3 separate regions of the Mus musculus genome follow, and all the other regions are linked to region 2. A link is a contact called in public ChIA-PET data. All regions are on one chromosome and are shown on one strand. Each heading gives the region's core, a stretch centred on a gene start, on an enhancer-like site or on the middle of the called end of the contact. The rest is flanking DNA. Distances are from core to core; before and after follow the strand shown.

The links. ChIA-PET counts read pairs in DNA pulled down with a chosen protein or histone mark.
Region 1: a contact with region 2 is called in an RNA polymerase II ChIA-PET map of memory CD8 T cells, with 15 read pairs. The contact joins two enhancer-like sites. A contact is called at or near these places in 2 of 484 Hi-C or Micro-C datasets (both in embryonic stem cells), 2 of 115 datasets of contacts at active chromatin or transcription factors (embryonic stem cells and memory CD8 T cells) and 1 of 9 other capture datasets (adipose tissue).
Region 3: an RNA polymerase II ChIA-PET map of memory CD8 T cells shows a contact between it and region 2, with 63 read pairs. The contact joins two enhancer-like sites. A contact is called at or near these places in 2 of 39 promoter capture datasets (embryonic stem cells and stem cell-derived epiblast-like cells), 8 of 484 Hi-C or Micro-C datasets (the AML12 cell line, adipose-derived mesenchymal stem cells, cortical neurons and 5 more), 4 of 115 datasets of contacts at active chromatin or transcription factors (effector CD8 T cells, embryonic stem cells, memory CD8 T cells and 1 more) and 3 of 9 other capture datasets (adipose tissue, embryonic stem cells and liver).

The regions. Positions count from the first base shown.
Region 1 is chr12:70,256,582-70,259,357 of GRCm38.p6, forward strand. The region is part of intron 8 of Trim9 (tripartite motif-containing 9); the gene reads right to left. Among named protein-coding and RNA genes, the nearest start is that of Gm38467, 26 kb to the left of the region's middle. Within about 2 kb of position 1,435, at least 11 of the 459 cell types and tissues checked have an H3K27ac peak or open chromatin away from gene starts, as enhancers often do. A contact at or near this core is called in memory CD8 T cells, where this site is marked.
Region 2 is chr12:70,073,875-70,076,574 of GRCm38.p6, forward strand. The region is part of intron 3 of Nin (ninein); the gene reads right to left. Among named protein-coding and RNA genes, the nearest start is that of Nin, 28 kb to the right of the region's middle. Within about 2 kb of position 1,332, at least 44 of the 459 cell types and tissues checked have an H3K27ac peak or open chromatin away from gene starts, as enhancers often do. A contact at or near this core is called in effector CD8 T cells and memory CD8 T cells, where this site is marked.
Region 3 is chr12:70,217,889-70,220,588 of GRCm38.p6, forward strand. It overlaps Pygl (liver glycogen phosphorylase), which reads right to left. Exons shown (of 20, transcript NM_133198.2): 3 at 1,701-1,779. Among named protein-coding and RNA genes, the nearest start is that of Pygl, 8.4 kb to the right of the region's middle. Within about 2 kb of position 1,448, at least 73 of the 459 cell types and tissues checked have an H3K27ac peak or open chromatin away from gene starts, as enhancers often do. A contact at or near this core is called in effector CD8 T cells and memory CD8 T cells, where this site is marked.

The DNA of each region.
Region 1 (2,776 bases), core at 185-2,684, 180 kb after region 2:
CTCAGATACAGTAAATTAAAAAATATTATTCTTCACATCTATTTACTTGTGTGTGTGCAAGTGCACACATGTATGGATATTAGGGACTATCCTGCCAATTCTAGGGACTGAACTCAGATTGTTACAGTTGGTGGGAGGACCCTATATCAGCTGAGCTGTCTCATTGGCCCCCCACATTACTTACTTAAAAGGAAACTAACCTCTTAGCTTAATGAAAAGACTTGAAACATAACCACAGAGCGTCAGCAGACACAAGCTCTTTTGAGTTTGAGAAGACATTTGCCACTGTATTTATGTCAGAAAACTATTTTCAATTCACAAGAGTTTGCTTCAAAAGGTCTCTCTCACCAGATGGGACAATCAAGGCATTGCATAGCAGTTACATCATGCCTTAAACATTAAGGAAAGGTGATGTTTGGGATGCATAGAATCTCCAAACAGTGATCTGAACACCCATGGAAGGATGAGCTCTATACCCATAATTTGAGGATCAGATCAAAACCTATCTGAGGAGCACTCGCCCTTTCTATTTTTAGGTGAGGCTGAGTATAGCCATGAATATTCCTGGGATTAGTAATTGGGCAGTGATACAGGTTTTTTCCCCCCTAGTTTTATGTGGATTGATTGATTGCCTACCCATACACCATTTTTTTTTAACTCTTGAACTCGCCCTCTACTCTTCCATCTCTGTGTCTGACCTGTGACCTTTCATGCCCAACCCGATGGGATCTCACCCCATTTCTTCCCAAGCAAAATGAAGCAAAACAAACCATACAAAATCAAGCCTACCTTGCTATGAGAACTTTCCAAACAAATTAGGGGAGGGAGAAAAGACAATTTCCACCCAATTCCAATCAGACTAACAGGCGATCCTCCCTCCAGGACTCTCCCAGGGGCCCTCGGTGTGTTTGGTCAGTCGTCTACAGGACATTTAGACTGTTTAATCATGATTTTACACTGTAGTAGTCTTGGTGCTTAGATACTTAGAAATGTCTGAGGCGGAGCCATCAAGCTCCCTCTGAAGTCCCCTGGAGGACCAGTCTCCAGCCAGCACCTTGTGTTTGGAGTTATTGATTTTATGGCGTGGGTATAACTTATTTTGGGTTCCTCTCACCAGGTACTACCGAGGGCCAACTGAAACAGACCACTAGTCTTGCAAGCATTTGATGTCAGTCATCAAACCCCATTAAATTGTTCCAACTCTGAGCTAGATAGATATTCATAACCACATTTTAGCATATGGATCGTCTTTCTGGTCCTGCTCCTCTGGACAAGTTCATGTTGAGACTGAGAACAGTATTATCATCTCCTGGCTTAGCCAAAGCATCTTTAATTCACATCGAACACAAATACAACGACCGCAGTGTGCATTCTGTGTTTATACTGTGGAGTGCAGGAAGGAAGCAGAGCCCACTTCCTCACCTTCTCTCTCAGACACAACGATTGATCTCAACCATTGGCCATCAGAGAAGGCTCCTCGGCTGTTAACTATCGACAAGACAAGGAAGAGTGAGGCTCTTGGTTGTGATTTCTGGGACACAGGATAGGAAGCTAACGTTTGTGGTAATGATTGCCATCTTTATCGGACAACCACTAGAGAAAGACAGGGGGCATCCTAGGACATTGCTACTGCCTCATCATGGGCACCTGTTGTCCTGCCTGGCTGAACTTGATGGAATAAGAGCAGTTTAGTGGGAAAGACCTGCAGAAAGCTGTCCACATGGTGGCAGGCGGAGATTGCACTCACTTGGGGGAGGCAGTGTATGTGTGTGTTTCTGTGTGTGCATGTGCACAGGCCGGAGGACAACTACAGATATTCCTCAGGCACCCAGGCACTATTGACCTTGCATTTTTGAAACAAGGTCTTTCATTCACTTGGAGTTTGCTGTCCATTAGGCTACTCTAGCCAGCCCGAGAGAGTTCTACTTGTCCTGCCTCTCTCCCCAGTGCTGGTATTTCATGCACTGTCACCAAGCTTTTTTTTTTTTCCCCTTTCCTCTTTAAACTTGGGTTCAGGATCGAATCAGGTACTTATAGGGTAAGCACTTTACTGACTGAGTCATCTCCTTAGTCCTACTCAGATTGGTAAGTCCAGGATGAGAACTGCATTCCAACGCAAATGTGTCCCTCGAACTGTCCATCCGCTGTCAGGACTGATAGTTTCCTCTTATTCTTCCCTGCGCTTCTTTCCCTTCCCACTGGGTTCTAGATTGGAGACTCAGCTGATGGTAGGGGGCTCTGCTCTAAGGAAACAATTAAGATCTACCAAACCAAAGATCTACTGGGGACCACGTAAGCTCTTCTCTGACTCCTGGGATCGAGAAGGAAGGATCCTGGTGCTATGCCCTATTTGTATTTATCTCTTTTATTTTTTCATTGTTTGACATTTAATGAACAAATATCATGTGCTACAGAGTGCATAAGAATTTAGTAGTTGAGAGGCATGAAGCCGGCAGGGGAACTGACTATAAGAAAATAATCAAGAGAAAATGTGTCAATTATTATTAATAAGTTTTATACTTCTGGGGACAGTGTTTCTATTCTAACATGACTTTTTATTATTTGAAAACTTAAGCATTAAGTATTAGATGATGTAGAATAATTTGTACAGGTAAATTATTCCATTTTTAAAAAGTGTTTGTGTGTATTGTTGTATACAACATGTGAAAATGCCCACAGAGGCTAGAAAAGGGCATTTGGACCCCATGAAACCAGAGTTACAGGTCATTGTGAGCAGCCTAAAATGGGTTCTCAGAACTGAACTAGGGTCCTCTGC
Region 2 (2,700 bases), core at 82-2,581:
TGAGAGGCTGCAGCAACCTCCCCTTCGATTGGATAACCCCAGAGGGGAGAGATGGTTCTTACGTTATCTTTCCAGTTACAGTTTGCTCATTTTGTCCTGAGAGGCTGAGATCCTAACGGGGGCAGCTTTGATAGGTGAGCGCGACACGGTTCCATACTGCCTGTAACCCATGCCTCCACGGGACCTCAGTAAAACCAGGATTTGACGCAACCTGGAGCTAAAATTAGTTTCCCATTAGGGAACACAGCCAGACCACCCTCGTTCAACTCCTGATAACAGGTTTTGATTTTTTTATTGTCTCCATCGAGAAACTCTGAAACCACTTTGGGGAAGGGAAAGTCAGACCTGTTGAAAACAGGAGAAAGAGCGGACCTACAACGCTGGCAAAGTGTCCCTATCTTGCAAACCTAAGAAGGCTCCATGCTCCCTCCTCCATGACTTCTCCTTTGATATCACTCCATGATGGAGTATGACCCCAGAGAAGATTCTCAACACCTCCAAAGACATGGAAGATCAGATTCTCAGGTGAGAAGAAAGGAGACAGAGGGGCTGGAGAGATGGCTCAGCAGTTAAGAGCACTGACTGCTCTTCCAGAGGACCTGAGTTCAATTCCCAGCAACCACATGGTGCCTCACAACCATCTGTAATGGGATCTGATGTTACAATGTACTCACATACATGAAATACATAAATAAATCTTAAAAAGAAAGAAAGAAAGAAAGAGAGAGAGAGAGAGAGAGAGAGAGAAAGAAAAGAAAAGAAAAGAAAAGAAAAGAAAAGAAAAGAAAAGAAAAGAAAAGAAAAGAAAAGAAAAGAAAAGAAAGAGAGGAGACAGGAATGAATGCACCAGAGTACAGATTTGAGATTCAGACTCCCTAGTCAGGCAGGGAGAAGAATAGGAGGGTACCCTCGCCTCCTCACCCCTCAGAGGCATGAATCAGTCTATAGAAAGGGTGATGACTCCAGGACAAGCCTCTTGGACAGGTAGCTGAGGCTAGAGCTACTATGTAGACATAAGACTGATATGCTCATAAAACCACACCACAGGACCGTCCGCCCGCCCAGGGGAAGGCTGCTGGTGAGAGCGAGACCTTGGGCAGGGTCGCAGCTGCCCAGGAACATCCAAAACCTGAAGAGAGAGCTGCTTTGAAAAGTGACAGGATTGGGGACTGAGTGGAAGATCACTTTTAGCTTTGGGTTCAGCTACAGTACTAAAAACCAAAAATGGCAGGACCGACTCAGCTTATTTTGGGGGCAGGAAGTAGCTGTGACACAATCTCAAGAGGCAAGGCAAAGGCGTGTCATCTGGTAGCCCTGTGGGTGCTTTGGTGTGGGATGCAGCAGACTATGATAGTGGGGAGAGTCTCTGGGAGCAGACACCAGAGACAGGACCCTGCCCAGCCAGGCCTCTGCCTACAGCTCTTTTAGAGGGTGGTGGACAGGGCAGATTCTGACTGTGGTGTTCAAAGGTCCTGTCTGAGGTTTCTGGTGCATCTGCAGGAAGCTGCAGCACACTGAGAGTGAGGTGATCTCTCTGTAACATCCTTTACCATCAGCAAGGTTTCTCCTGCCTCAGGCTTCACCTCATGTTTGCTTATACACAAAGCCAAAGGCTCATTTTTAAACATAGTAACCCCAGTAGAGTAAAGAAGCTACCCAGCAAGTCGGTAACTGAGCTAACAGGGGACAAGAAATACATCGCCAGGACGGGCTGACTCTGCTCAGAGGCTCTCTGGGTATCTATCCCTGGAGTGTAAGTAGATACTATTGTGTCAAAAATAAACAATTATTGCGTTTCTTGGCACCACGTAATAATATCTTGAGACCAGTTCAAGAGATAAGAAACTAGACTTAAAAAGGGTCTTTGAATAATTAGGCTTACCTCCTAAAGCGTTCTGACTCCTTTTTAAGATGTATATCCCAATTAAATTTCATATCGCCCAGATTCACGACGAAACAGATTTTACATCATAACAGGACACCCTCTCCAACAACAAGGAAAAACACGGTGCTATGAATATTCAATGACATAACATATGTAGATCCTTGCCCTCCTAAAACTGTCTGTGTAATGTGGCTTTGCATGTAAGTTGTGTGTTTTCCGAGGCAAAGGTCCCAGTATGAATGTTGCAAAGGGACCAAGAAAGGAAGGAACCACTGACCTGAGCATGGGGTAGCCAGCATCCCTGCCCTAGGCTAACCTGCCTGGGACACCAGGAGGCCCCGGGCCACACTCGCCTTCTCCATATTTAGTGGCCACATGCCACCCCTATTATTCTTACTCCATTTTGTAAGCTCTCTGTCTCTCTTCTAGTTACTTTTCTTTTCCTTATATTTCTGCCACTGAACCATGGTTTCTAGGGAACAGATTACCATTTGATTTTTCTTTTCTTTTTTGAGAGGTAAAGGTATTGAGGGGGAGAGAGGGAGAGAAAAAGAGATGGAGAGGGAGAGAGAGAGAATGAATGTGTTTCCCCCTTTACTTCTCAGTATTTACTGGCAGTTCTATTTCCTGTGGGGAATCTTCCCCACACCTGGGTTGTCCTTGTTTTCTTTAGGTCTGCAGGCTGTTGAGGACAGATGTTTGATTGCTAAGGACATCCTTGGGAGCAAGTCTCCTATAGATTTTAGTAACAGGGATGCTAGGCAACCATGAATACACATACTCACACAAACGCATGCACAAACACATGTGCACGC
Region 3 (2,700 bases), core at 198-2,697, 140 kb after region 2:
GGAATTCCAACTTCCATAGTCAAGCAGGAGGCTAGGTCATCTGAGAATTACCCAGCCTCGCCTGCCACTCTATTTTCTGGCCTTCCCCAAGAAACAGCAAAGGAGCAAGGTCATGAACGCCAGGTCCAGAGCAGAGTGAACACTGCTAGCCAATACTGAAGAGTCTGGGTTTCACAGAAGAGCAAAGAAGATCAATTCTTGTTCTTAGGTAGGCTTTCCACCAATGCTGCCATCCTCTCGATAGCCCAGGGAAGCCTGGGAAATCCTCAGAAGAGCGCGTCATGGGACGATGGCGAACAGCCTACCTGAAGAACTTACATACCTTACTACTAATAGGGGCACTAAAGCACACAGCCGCCGATGTAGAAAGGCTTTGATGAAATGAAACAGATGTAAGTGACTTTCTAGTAACTTGAGAGCAATGCTTATATATATATATATATATATATATATATATATATATATATATATATATAAGCATCCCCTTTGATGGCTCCCTTTAATCCTACTGCTCCTCTTTAGGAGCCACCAGGATCACTTAACACTTAAACTCTAATTTAGTATTAAACTCTAATTTAGTATTATACTCAATCCATACTCTCCCCTGTGTCTCCCTATATACATAACTCGTAGAAAATTCACCTTTTCTAAGAATATAAATAGCATCGCGTTGCATGGGTTTTATTGGGTTTGTTTTGAGCTTGGTGATCCACACAGCAAGTCTGTCTATTTCAGCATCCTTCTTTAAGGTTAGGCTGCTTTTAATGGGGTTTTAGAAACGGCACCGTGACATGGCGTTCCTGTGGTTTCTCCTGTCGTCTTGCGCACACGCTGCATTGGGTGTTTGCTTTGGAGAAACTCTCCTGAGCACTGGAGATGCTTGGTTATAGGTTAGAATGTTTAATAATCAGGTCAACTTGACAGGATCCAGAAGAGCTCAGGAGACGCATCTCTGGGGATGCCTGTGTGGGATTCTTTGAGTTAATGGAGGTGGAAAAATCACCCTGAATGTGGAGGGTACCACCTCATGGTCTGGGGCCCTCAACTGTGTAAACATTGAAAGCTGGTTGATCATCTACTCTCCTCTGCTTCCTGGCTGTCGATGCACATGACCAGCTCCCGCTACCATGATTTCCACACTGTGCCTTGGAACTCTGAGCAACAACAGAGCCTTCCTTCCTTAAACTGCTCTTGCTGGGTGACTTGTCACAGCATGTAGAGCTAGTATTATACTTTAAGTACTTTCTTCTCTGTTCGCTGGAAAGCCATTATTCAAGTAAAGCCAAGAACTCAGTTTGTCTGAATGTGAAGAGGTATATTAATGACATCACTGCCTGCCAGTCAACCACAATATCAAACTGAAGCCTGCAAGGTAAGAGTAGGGCTTATGGGAGTCGACCAGCCATAAACAAACAGCAGTGATGTAAACGGGTGGCTGTGGAAACCCTTAAGTGAACAGGAAGGAAATGGCTAGCTTTGGGGTTTTAAGCAATGTCTGAAAAGGCTTTGAGCAACACCTCTTTTCTATGTGGCCTGTGATCAGACCACAGGGCAAAGTCAAGAGCAAATGCGTCTACAGTAGGGACATGCTTTCTCCTTCTTCTAAGAAAGCCACTTGGCTCTTCTAAGCACGGTTGTGTATGGCACCCAAAAGGGCATAGATCACCCAGACAAAGTAACCTGCTCCCGCTGTCGCTTACCAGCAAGCCTCCCAAGACCGCCATTGCCAAGGCCGGCATCTTCTTCAATTTCTTCTAACTCTTCCATGTCCAATCCAAGCTGAGGAGAGAGGACAATACTGGATGTGGATACGCACTCAGGCTGTTCCAGAGACAATTCCACTTACTGAGGCACTGGCCAGCTACCAGGGTCATCTCTGTGCTTGATTTGGCCTTGGTTCCCCTGAAGCGGTTCTGGCATTGCATATAAATTGCAGAAGCTAGCAATCATTGGTGCCAGTGGTACAAGATGGAATAGCCAGGCACAGAGAAGCACGAGTCTTTGGGGTCCATTATGGACCATGCCACTTCCTTGACACTGACCCTTAGTCAGGTTGCTAAACCTCCCTTGTAAAAACGTGGAGGCTGGGGCTGGTGAGATGGCTCAGCGGGTAAGAGCACTGACCACTTTTCTGAAGGTCCTGAGTTCAAATCCTAGCAACCACATGGTGGCTTGCAACCACATGGTGGCTCACAGCCATCTTTAATGAGCTCTGACACCCTAGACAGCTACAGTGTACTTATTTATAATAATAAATAAATCTTTTAAAATAATGTGGAGGCTGAAAATACCTACTTAATTTAGGGTTGTGAGTCAAATGAGATTATATGAACAAAGCAACAGCATTAGTTTTGGGCAGAGTCCTATGTTAGCTATTATTTAATCTTAAAAAAAAAGTATGGGGTCATCGAGGTGACTCTCGGTAAGTGAACTTTCTGTTAAACCTGATGACCTAGTTTAATTCCCAAGACAAACATGACAGAAATAGAGAATAGGCTCTCATGTATTGTCCCTCTGATCTCCACATGTGTGCTGATGTGTTTCAGCACTAATGTGTTCATGCTATACATGCAAACACACACACACACACACACACACACACACACACACACACACAGTGTGACTCTTAAATTAAAAGTATATCATGAGATTAAAACTTTAGAAACAGTGCAGTTTCAAGCTGACGGTAACTAGACTGAG